Linked DNA regions of Sus scrofa: region 1 is linked to region 2. A link is a contact called in public Hi-C data. All regions are on one chromosome and are shown on one strand. Each heading gives the region's core, a stretch centred on a gene start, on an enhancer-like site or on the middle of the called end of the contact. The rest is flanking DNA. Distances are from core to core; before and after follow the strand shown.

Region 1 (4,809 bases), core at 2,116-4,615, 38 kb before region 2:
AAGTAAACAGAAATGATATTTCAATTTAAAGTGTTTTTATATCATATTTACATATATTTTTATTATAGTTGGTTTAAAATATTGTACCAGTTTCTACTGTACAGCAAAGGGACTCAGTCATAAATATATACATTCTTTTTAAATATTATTTTCTATCATGGTCTATCCCAGGAGACTGGATGTAGTTCCCTGTGCTATACAGAAGGACCTTAATTTAATTGGTCATAAAAAGCCCATCCACCTGGAGAAAGATGTTATGAAAGCTAGAAACCTGGGGTTGGTAGTCCTTCTTTTTTTTTTTTTTTTTTTTTTTTTTTTGGTAGCCTTTCTTAAAGTTCCCACTTGTAGGCTCCCTTAATGCAGTCACAGGTCCCAGGCCAATCTGGAGAAAGACAAGGGTCCATGGCCTTTTTGTTATTGATCTAAGATTTTAAGGAGAAAATAAGCCTCTCTTGGTCCTTGTGATGGGACCTTCCAACCAAGATATGGAGAGGGTAGGGCTTGTTAAACAGGCCTGTGGCGGTGACCAGAGCTTGGTGCTCAGAAGGCCTGCACTTGGGCGTTGAGGCTCTGAGGTCTCTGTCTTGTAATTCCTAGCACTTTTGCTTTTGAGTTTGTGTTTTATCGGTGAAGGACAGTGAAGCGCGTGCTGGAAGCATGGGGCCTCCTCCCTAGGATGGGACCCTTGCCACCTCCTCCCTGCCACTTGATCTCAGCCCTGCCCAGCCGCCTCCTCCCCACTGCACACTGCATGACTGTCCTGTGTCCTGCCCAGCGCAGTGGCCGGGTTGCGTCAGTCTGGGTTGCATCAGGCTTGTGTTCCACTGTGGCCACCTGCCTGTCTCTGGGGCCCGGGTGCTAGCGTGAAAGGGTCCTCTTCAGGTGTGCTGAGTGATGACTGGACAGGGGCCTCGCACCCGCCCCAGATCCAGGTCCTGAACATCCCTGGAGTGGGGGCTGCGGTGTCTTGGGGATCTCCCGTTTGTTGTGGGTTGTGGCTGTGGTCTGCTGGTTAGGGGATGTTGACTTTTCTACCCCTAGCAAGGTCTCTGCATTTTCATCTCACACTGGGCCTAGAAAATTACATAGCTCCCACCCCCGGGTAAGAAGAAACTGTCCACAGACTCCCCTTTTCAAAGTCTATACTGTATCACACTGCTTCCCATGACCTCCTGGCATCCTGCATTGTGACCACAACCTGTCTCTAAATAATTGTTCTGCAGCATTTAAGAATCCTCTTCCTTCCTGGCTGAGAGGGCTACCACGTGTGTCTGTGAATTCTGTGAATGGGCAGATGGGGGTCACCCTTGGGCGTGGATCAGGCTGTGCCGTCTGATATTTGCTGGCAGGTCCTAATCACGTTGAGTTCTTCTGCTGAGACCTGTTCTGTGCCTCCAAGGCATTCTTGGCAGCAGCCAAGCTGATCTACACTTATACTCAGACCTTAGGAATGCAGCAGGTTTCAACAGATGTTTAAGACAATCTCTTATTCTGTCTTTATGGACAGGATGGATTGATATGGATGGAGTGTTGCAGCAAATTGGATGTGCTGTCATATTCCTAAAGTGCTGATTAATAAACCTAAATCACCGTGGGAGCAGCTTTGGGGGGGCGGGTGGGGATCACAGAACTCCTGTAGGGATTGATGTCTGATCAGCAGTGTGGATGAGGACAGATGACACGCAGACATCAAATGTGTGGTTGTCATGATGATGGACCAGTGTGAGGGATGCCATCATAAAGGTCTGTAGCTTTGAATGATGGGCCACGTCCAACAAGGGCAAATGTGATGGGTATACTGAGATTCAAAAATTGCGTCAGAAAAGTAGAATCCTTGAGGGTTTTAACTGCTTGTAAGTTCAAAATAAGCCAGCATGCTGGTAGAGCTGTTATTAAGAAAAAAAAAAAAAAAGGCTGTGCCCAATGAGTTAATGAGTTAAAAACCTACGCAAAATCCTACACCCACATTTTTAGAACAGCGTTATTTATAATTGCCAAAGTTGCAAGCAACCAAGATGTTTTTCAGTCGGTGAATGGATAAACAGTGATACATCATACCATGGAATGTTATTTGATAATAAAAAGAAATGAGCTGTCAAACCGTGAAAAGAGAAAGGAACTTAAATAAACACTGCTCAGTGAAGGGAGCCTGTCATAAAGGCTACATACTGAGTGATTCCAAATATATGGCATTCTGGAAAAGGCAAACCAGTAGAGACAGGAAAAAGATCAGTGGTCCCTAGGTTTATGGGGAGAGGAAGGCATGGATAAGTGGAGCCCAGGGGAATTTTAGGGCAGTGAAACTACTTGGCATGACACTGTAATGGTGGATACGTGACGTTCTGCATTTGTCATGAATGTACAACAAGAGTGAACCCTACTGCAACTGTGGCCTTGGTTAATAACATATCAATGTCGACTCATCAGTTACAATAAATGTATCACACTGAAGCAAGATGTTAATTCTCAGGGACCCTGCATACAGGTGGGGGATGGGGAGGAGATAGGTGGGAGGTCTCTGCAGAGTCTGCTCAGTTTTTCTGTAAACCTAACCCTGCTCTAAAAAATACATTTTATCTTTTTTTTTAGTTTTTTTTTTTTTTTTTTTTTTTTAGTTTTATTGAAGTATAGTTCATTTACAAGGTCGTGATAATTTCGGCTGTACAACATAGTGATTCAGTTATACACATAGACACCTCCATGCTCTTTCTGTGATCTCATAGATCATCACAGAATACTGGGTAGAGTTCCCTGGGCTACACAGCAGGTCCCCGTTGGCCATTCATGCCGTAAACTTCAGTGCGCTTAGGCCAATCCCAAACCCCCAGTCCATCCCTCCCCGCCCACCTGTCCCCTTTGGTAACCGTAAGTTTTTCAAAGTTTCTGAGTCTGTTTCTGTTCTGAAAACAAGTTCATTTGTATTCTTTTCTTTTCTTTCTTTCTTTCTTTCTTTCTTTCTTTCTTTCTTTCTTTCTTTCTTTCTTTTTCTTTTTTTTGTAGATTCCACATGTAAGTGATCGCTGTCTATTAATTAAAAACAAAAACTGTACAAGTAGACCTGTGGAGTCCTCCAGAAGAGAGGGATTTAAGGTCTCTCTTCCTGGTTCCCACTCTGTAGGGACCAGATGCCCAGTGGGAGCATTTACTCTGTTGAGTCCCCACCTGGAGCCAGAGGAGGGATGGGATGCCTGGGAAGATAGGAAGGAACAAGGGATGTTTGTCCTGAAGAGGCAAGAACATACGCCTCATATTCTGCAGCCTTGGTGGGGACACTGGTGTCTTTGAGGAGGGCTCCTGGCATCTCTTAAGTCAGTTCCGCACACCCTGAGCAGACATATCCTCGGAAATGGGTGGCAGCTCTCCCGTCTATTTTCATGGGACAAGAGACAGAGGGAGAGGCTGTCTTCCTGACTTCCTGTGTCTGGGAGATGTTAAGCAGAGCAGTGAGAGAGCTGGATCAGAGCCAAGCTGTCTGGGTGCCTGGTTCCTGGGCAATTTTCTTTCTTTCTTTTTTTTAAAGGGCCTCTCCCGCAGCATATGTAGCTTCCCAGGCTGGAGGTCGAATCCAAGCTACAGCTGCCAGCCTACACCACAGCCACAGCAATGCCAGATCTGAGCCAAGTCTGCTACCTACACCACAGCTCATGGCAACACCAGGTCATTAGCCCACTGAGCGTCGCAAGGGGAGCTCCCCTGGGCAATTTTCTTAACCTCTCCTTCCTCATCTGCAAAGAGCGGCTAATCGTAATGCCCTCATCATGGGACTGTTATAAGGATGAAATGAGTGAATACATACAAAGTACTTAGGCCTGAGTTTTACTCACTGCAGTGTGGTTCCAGAGGGCAGAGCTAGCCCCTCAGGGCTGAGGGAGGCTAGTGTTTCAGGCAAGCTTTCTCACACGCCTCTTCTGGGCTCTTGCACTCTTGCTGTTCCCTCTTCTTATGCTGTTCCCACCCTGGAATGCCTTTGGCGCTGTCCACCTGGCAAAGTCTGACTTCTCCAGGGAGCCAAAGCTTCAAGGCCACCTTCTCCTGAGAGCTTTCTCCGTCTTGCATATGCAGGTGCCGGCCCTCCTGTCTGCTTCCACAGCATTTTGGAAAGTACTTGGGTTAAACATAGTTGTTTACTCGTCTACTTCCCGGCTTTGCTGGGGTTTTGTCATCAGTGACTCCCTGCACCTCTAGCCCAGAGTCTGATAGTCAGTGGTTATGGAATGATCATAGCATTTCTCCTTCCCCCAGTAATGAAAGGATCCTGTAGGAAACTGGGTGCCGAAGCCATACTGGGCTTCCTGACCTGAGAAGGATTTCGGTGGGGGTGGCTGGTTCTCCCTGATTGAAGTGGGTTGGGTGAAAGTGCAGTCTTACTCGGGGTGGTGCTATGGCATCATGGCATCAGCATCATGGCCAGCAGACAGGGTTTGTTTGTTTGCTCCTTTTTTTTTTTTTTTTTTGATGTCCTATAAGTCAGTTTTCATATAAATGAAAGATTGGTTTGAAAACAACTTTAACTCCCCCCCTTTTTTGGGACATGCCTGAGGTACGAAGAAGTTCCTAGGCCAGGGATCAAACTTGCACCATAGCAGCAACTGGAGCCACAGCGGTGACCTTAGCCACTAGGTCATCAGGGAACTCCCAACTTTTTAAAGAATAAATTGCGATTAAGGTTATAACCTTCATTTTTCTTTGAGCTTTCAATTTTAGCGAACATGACTTTTTTTGTTTATAAATCCAGCACATTTTCAAGAGAGGTGTTGATTTCATTAAAAAGTTTTGTTTTACTCCTTTCAACAAATTAAACTGTACTTG
Region 2 (4,654 bases), core at 1,255-3,754:
GTGAACACTGCTCTACGATGAAAATGAATGAATTTATGGGACAATATGGAGGGATCTCAGAATAATTATGCTGGGAGTTCCCGTTGTGGCTCAGTGGGTTAAGAACCCGACATAGTGTCCGCGAGGATGCAGGTTTGATCCCTGGCCTCACTCAGTGGGTTAAGGATCCGGCATTGCTGTAAGTTGATGTGGTTTGGATTCGGTGTTGCTGTGGTGGCTGTGGTGTAGACCGGCAGCCACAGCTCCAATGCAACCCCTAGCCCAGGAACTTCCATATGCCGAAGATGCAGCTGTGAAAAGAAAAAAAAATTATGCTGTATGGTAAAAAGCATAAAAAAGAGTACATGCTGTATGAGTCCATTTGCCTAAAACTTTAATAATAATTTTAATAATGCAGGCCAATCCATAGTTGCAGAAAACAGATGAGTCTGCTTGGCAGGTGGTGGATGCTACAGGGTAGGGGGGAGTGCGGAGCAAGCAGGGCATCTGGAAAGTCTGGAAGGGCGGTGGAATTGTTTATTATATTGATTTGGATGATGGTTTCATGGGCGTGTACATGTGTCAAACATTATCAAATAGTGCCCTTTAAATATGCGCAGTGTATTTTATGTCACGTACACGACGATAAAGCTGTTTAAAAGAAAAAAAGCAGGTACAGCAGTCAATACCAATATGTGAATGAGAATGCAAATCAAAGTAGGAGCTATTCTGTTTAGAGACCAGCAGGAATTTTATTAAACTCTCCATGGATAGTTTCAGAGCTAGTTCCCACCCTTCCCTGTGGCTGAGGTCCCTTGCGTGCTGTGTGGCATGTCTTTCTTTTAATTGAAAAGATTAAGAGGTCCTTTGACTTTTCAGAATAAGGTGTTATATTGAAAAAGGAAAAAAAGAAAAGGGAGTTCCCGTCATGGTGCAGTGGAAATGAATCCGAGTAGGAACCATGAGGTTTCAGGTTTGATCCCTGGCCTCGCTCAGCGGGTTAAGGATCTGGCATTGCTGTGAGCTGTGGTGTGGGTCACAGATGCGGCTCGGATCTGATATTGCTATGGCTGTGGTATAGGCTGGCTTGGACCCCTAGCCTGGGAATCTCCATATGCCACGGGTGTGGCCCTAAAAAACAAAACAAAAATTAAAAATAAAAAAACAGAAAAAGGAAAAAAAGGAGTTCCTGCACAATGAACTTCTTTGCAGAACAGATACTGACTCACAGACTTTGAAAAACTTACGGTTTCCAAAGGAGACAGGTTGGGGGTGGGGAGGATGGGCTGGGGTTTGGGGATGGAAATGCTATAAAATTGGGTTGTGATGATCATGATACCACTGTAAATGTAATAAAATTGATTGAGTAATTAAAAAAAAAGGGGAGTTCCTATTGCGGCTCCTTGGGTTAAGGACACGGCTCATATCCATGAGGATGCAGGTTTAATCCCTGGCCTCGCTCAGTGGGTTAAGGCTCCCCATGGCAATCCCCTGGCATTGCCGTGAGCTGTGGTGTAGGTTGAGACGTGGCTCAGACTTGGTGTTGCTGTGGCTGTGGCATAGGCTGGCAGCAGCAGCTCGCATTCCACCCCATATGCCACAGGTGTGGCCATAAAAATGAAATGAAATGAAATAGAAAAAGGATGCTTTCTGGAGGCCCAGTGCAAAGATTGGCGATATAGACCTGAGTTCTGAGCTCAGTTTGCTGGGATGTGGCTTTCCTTCTCATTTGTATATCATAAAAACAGCCACCAAACAGCTGGGTGATTGAAGGACAACAGGTTCTACTGACTCTAAGACCCCCTCCTGCCCCTGGGCCTTCTTTTGACTTTCTAAAGCCCTGTCTGCTGCTACTGCTGTGTGTAGTTGAGGAAAATAAAATATACCTCCCCCTACCTCCAACTGAAAAGCCTTGAGGCGGAGTCAGGTGGAGTGCCTTTTCCCAGTACCATGACTAATCAGTAGTGACCAAGCTGAGAGGTGGCGCCAAGGCAGGAGGGCAGGTGTTTTGTAGATAGGCATTGGAGTTCTGTATACTGCTTCCGGTTTTGCAGTGTAATCTTCCACCAAAACTCACCAGATTTTATGCTTTAAACCCATGCAGTTTATTCTCTGTAACTTTTATCTCAGTAAATTTGTATTTTAGGAACTCCGTATCTTTCTGCCCTCAGCATTCAGCCCTCCCTCGGTGGCCCCTGCGCGAGTGCGCACCTGCGCGTGCACACACGCGCACACACACACACACACACACACACACACACGGATTGTGTTTTAATAACACAGTCACATCACTTTCTCCCTGGGTGGTTCTTGAAATAAGAAACCATAGGCATGTAGATTAATTTTTATGGTGAAACTTGGATACTCCTCCTTTCCATCTATGTTTCTAAGGGCAAAGTCAAGTGTGAAATTGAGGCGATTTGTTTTATAAAGCTAATGAAAAATGAAAGAGAGTGACGATCAGCCCTGTCTCTTCACACACACATGTAAGCTCTGGGGCAGGGCAGGGCAGGGCAGGGCAGGGCAGGGCGACGGCGGTGGTGTTAGTCCTGGCATCTCTCAAGCACACTTGATGCCACGGAGTAAATCCATACTTGTTGATTTGGCACTTGACTGAATTGATGCTTTTCTTCCCCTTTAGTTGCTCTGAATCATCCCAGACCCATAACTGCCCTGCTCCCTGACCCCCCAAAAGCCCCACAGGACGTGTTAGCCAAGCATGAGAAACGTTTTCCCAGTCACTTTGCACCCCCATTCCCGCGGTCAGTAAGATCATTCCTGTTTGGTTCCCGGAGCCTGGGTGAGCCTGGGTGTGGGTGTCTAGCACCCATGCTTGTGAGGCACACGCACCTGCCATCCCTCTCCTTCCCTTCCCTTGTTAGGTAACCACCAGTCCTTCCAAAGTATTCACTAACCAGCCCAGATCCCAGATTTGATTTTCCTCCAGCGACAAAGTGAATCATTCACAGGTTTGTGAATTTCCCAAAGGGATCCAGAATCTAAGGGTTTCAGACTCTTGATGTTTCTGATCCTTTCGGCAATGACTGAATTCGTGCCAGAAGCAAATTCATTCTTTGGACCTGGCCTGTGTCTGCAGAGATAGGAGCTTCTGTGCAGCAGAACCTTAATCCTGAGTTCCCCCCGTCAAGCCCCATCAGTTCCCCCACCCCCATCCCACTGCCGGCCCCCTCCTTAGGCAGGTACATTTTATCCTCTCAGTGTTATCAGTGTTTGAGCTCACAGAGGACTCTGCTCTAAACACACACAATGAGGTCATTGACTTGTTCTTAAGAAATGAAGTTACAGGTGTTTAAAAGGCATCACTATTTGCAGTAGCTAAGACATGGAAACAACCTAAATGTCCATTGACAGAGGAGTGGATAAAGAAGAAGTGGTACATATACACAATGGAATATTACTCAGCCATTAAAAGGAATGAAATACCAACATTTTTAGCAAGATGGATGGACCTAGAAATTATCATGCCAAGTGAAGTCAGTCAGACAATGAGACACCAACATCAAATGCTATCACTTACATGTGGAATCTGAAAAAAGAACACAATGAACTTCTCTGCAGAACAGATACTGACTCACAGACTTTGAGAAACTTATGGTTTCCAAAGGAGACAGGCTGGGGGTTGGGGGTATGAGCTGGGGTTGTGGGATGGAAATCCTATAAAATTGAATTGTGATGATCATTGTACAACTCTAAATATGATAAATTCATTGAGTAATAAAAAAATTTAATTAACAAACAAAAAAATAAAAGACGTCAATAGCAGACCGGCCAGTGCCCTGGGAAATAAAACTTATCTTGTGGGTCCTTTTCAGTTACGGTATCCAGGTTGCATTGAGAAAACTGTTCTTCTCTGGACCCCTAGAATCCCCATCCAAAAGGGTTCTCAAAGAACGAATTTTCATAAATCCACTCACTGAATGTCTGCCTTCTTCTCAGCAGCTACATCCTTTGTCCCAAGCAAAAAGCAATCAAGAATATAAAGAAGATACCCATTAGCTTTATGCTGAAAAAGGTTATTTGAATGTGCAGTTTCTCTGGGCAGAATTCTTACCTGTTCGTTTAAAAGTGTCATTCACATTTTCTAACCGAAGTAGATGTTACTTGGAAAAGGTATTTTGAAACATGTCATTTAATTCAGGCATGTTTGATAAGTGGAGAATCTGCTACCAGTAATTACTTGACCTCTAAAGCCCTGATGAATAAAACGTTCATCAAATTTTAACAGTTACTCAAAACATGTTCAAGGCAAGTCAGGGTAGCAGTGGGATCTGCCTTCAGGGAGAGTGGGGTGACACGGCAAGACAGGGTACCAGGATGGGCTCTCCTGGGGGTCATTGGGAAGGGACCTGGGGGCTCAGGGACAGGGCAGCCAGCGGGGGGCAGCTGGCGTGGGGCCAGCTGAGGGACAGGGCAGCCAGCGGTGGGCAGGAGATGAGGCCGGCCGCACAGGATGAGGGGCTGGTCTTGACCTTTCCAGCCTGGCTTGCTGAATCCCAGCCCTTGATTACGAAACATGTTCTGGAAATTATTTCCAGCGGGCACACGTCCCTTTGGTGACAGCTTATTTCTGGATTCCTGGTGCAAATGCCTGGGCTGTGATGACATTCAGGGGTGTGTTTTACGGCCCCTCATCTGATTAGTCACTGAATTGCAA

What was found. Hi-C and Micro-C count contacts between places; a contact is called where the count stands out from the background.
Region 1: a Hi-C map of liver shows a contact between it and region 2, with 4 times the contacts expected there. The contact joins two enhancer-like sites. A contact is called at or near these places in 1 of 5 promoter capture datasets (liver), 4 of 47 Hi-C or Micro-C datasets (all in liver) and 2 of 2 datasets of contacts at active chromatin or transcription factors (alveolar macrophages and skeletal muscle).

Annotation. Positions count from the first base shown.
Region 1 is chr16:5,841,542-5,846,350 of Sscrofa11.1, reverse strand. All of the region lies in intron 1 of RETREG1 (reticulophagy receptor FAM134B), which reads left to right. Among named protein-coding and RNA genes, the nearest start is that of RETREG1, 36 kb to the left of the region's middle. Within about 2 kb of position 3,365, at least 7 of the 83 cell types and tissues checked have an H3K27ac peak or open chromatin away from gene starts, as enhancers often do. A contact at or near this core is called in liver, where this site is marked.
Region 2 is chr16:5,802,516-5,807,169 of Sscrofa11.1, reverse strand. The region is part of intron 3 of RETREG1 (reticulophagy receptor FAM134B); the gene reads left to right. Among named protein-coding and RNA genes, the nearest start is that of RETREG1, 75 kb to the left of the region's middle. Within about 2 kb of position 2,504, at least 14 of the 83 cell types and tissues checked have an H3K27ac peak or open chromatin away from gene starts, as enhancers often do. A contact at or near this core is called in liver, where this site is marked.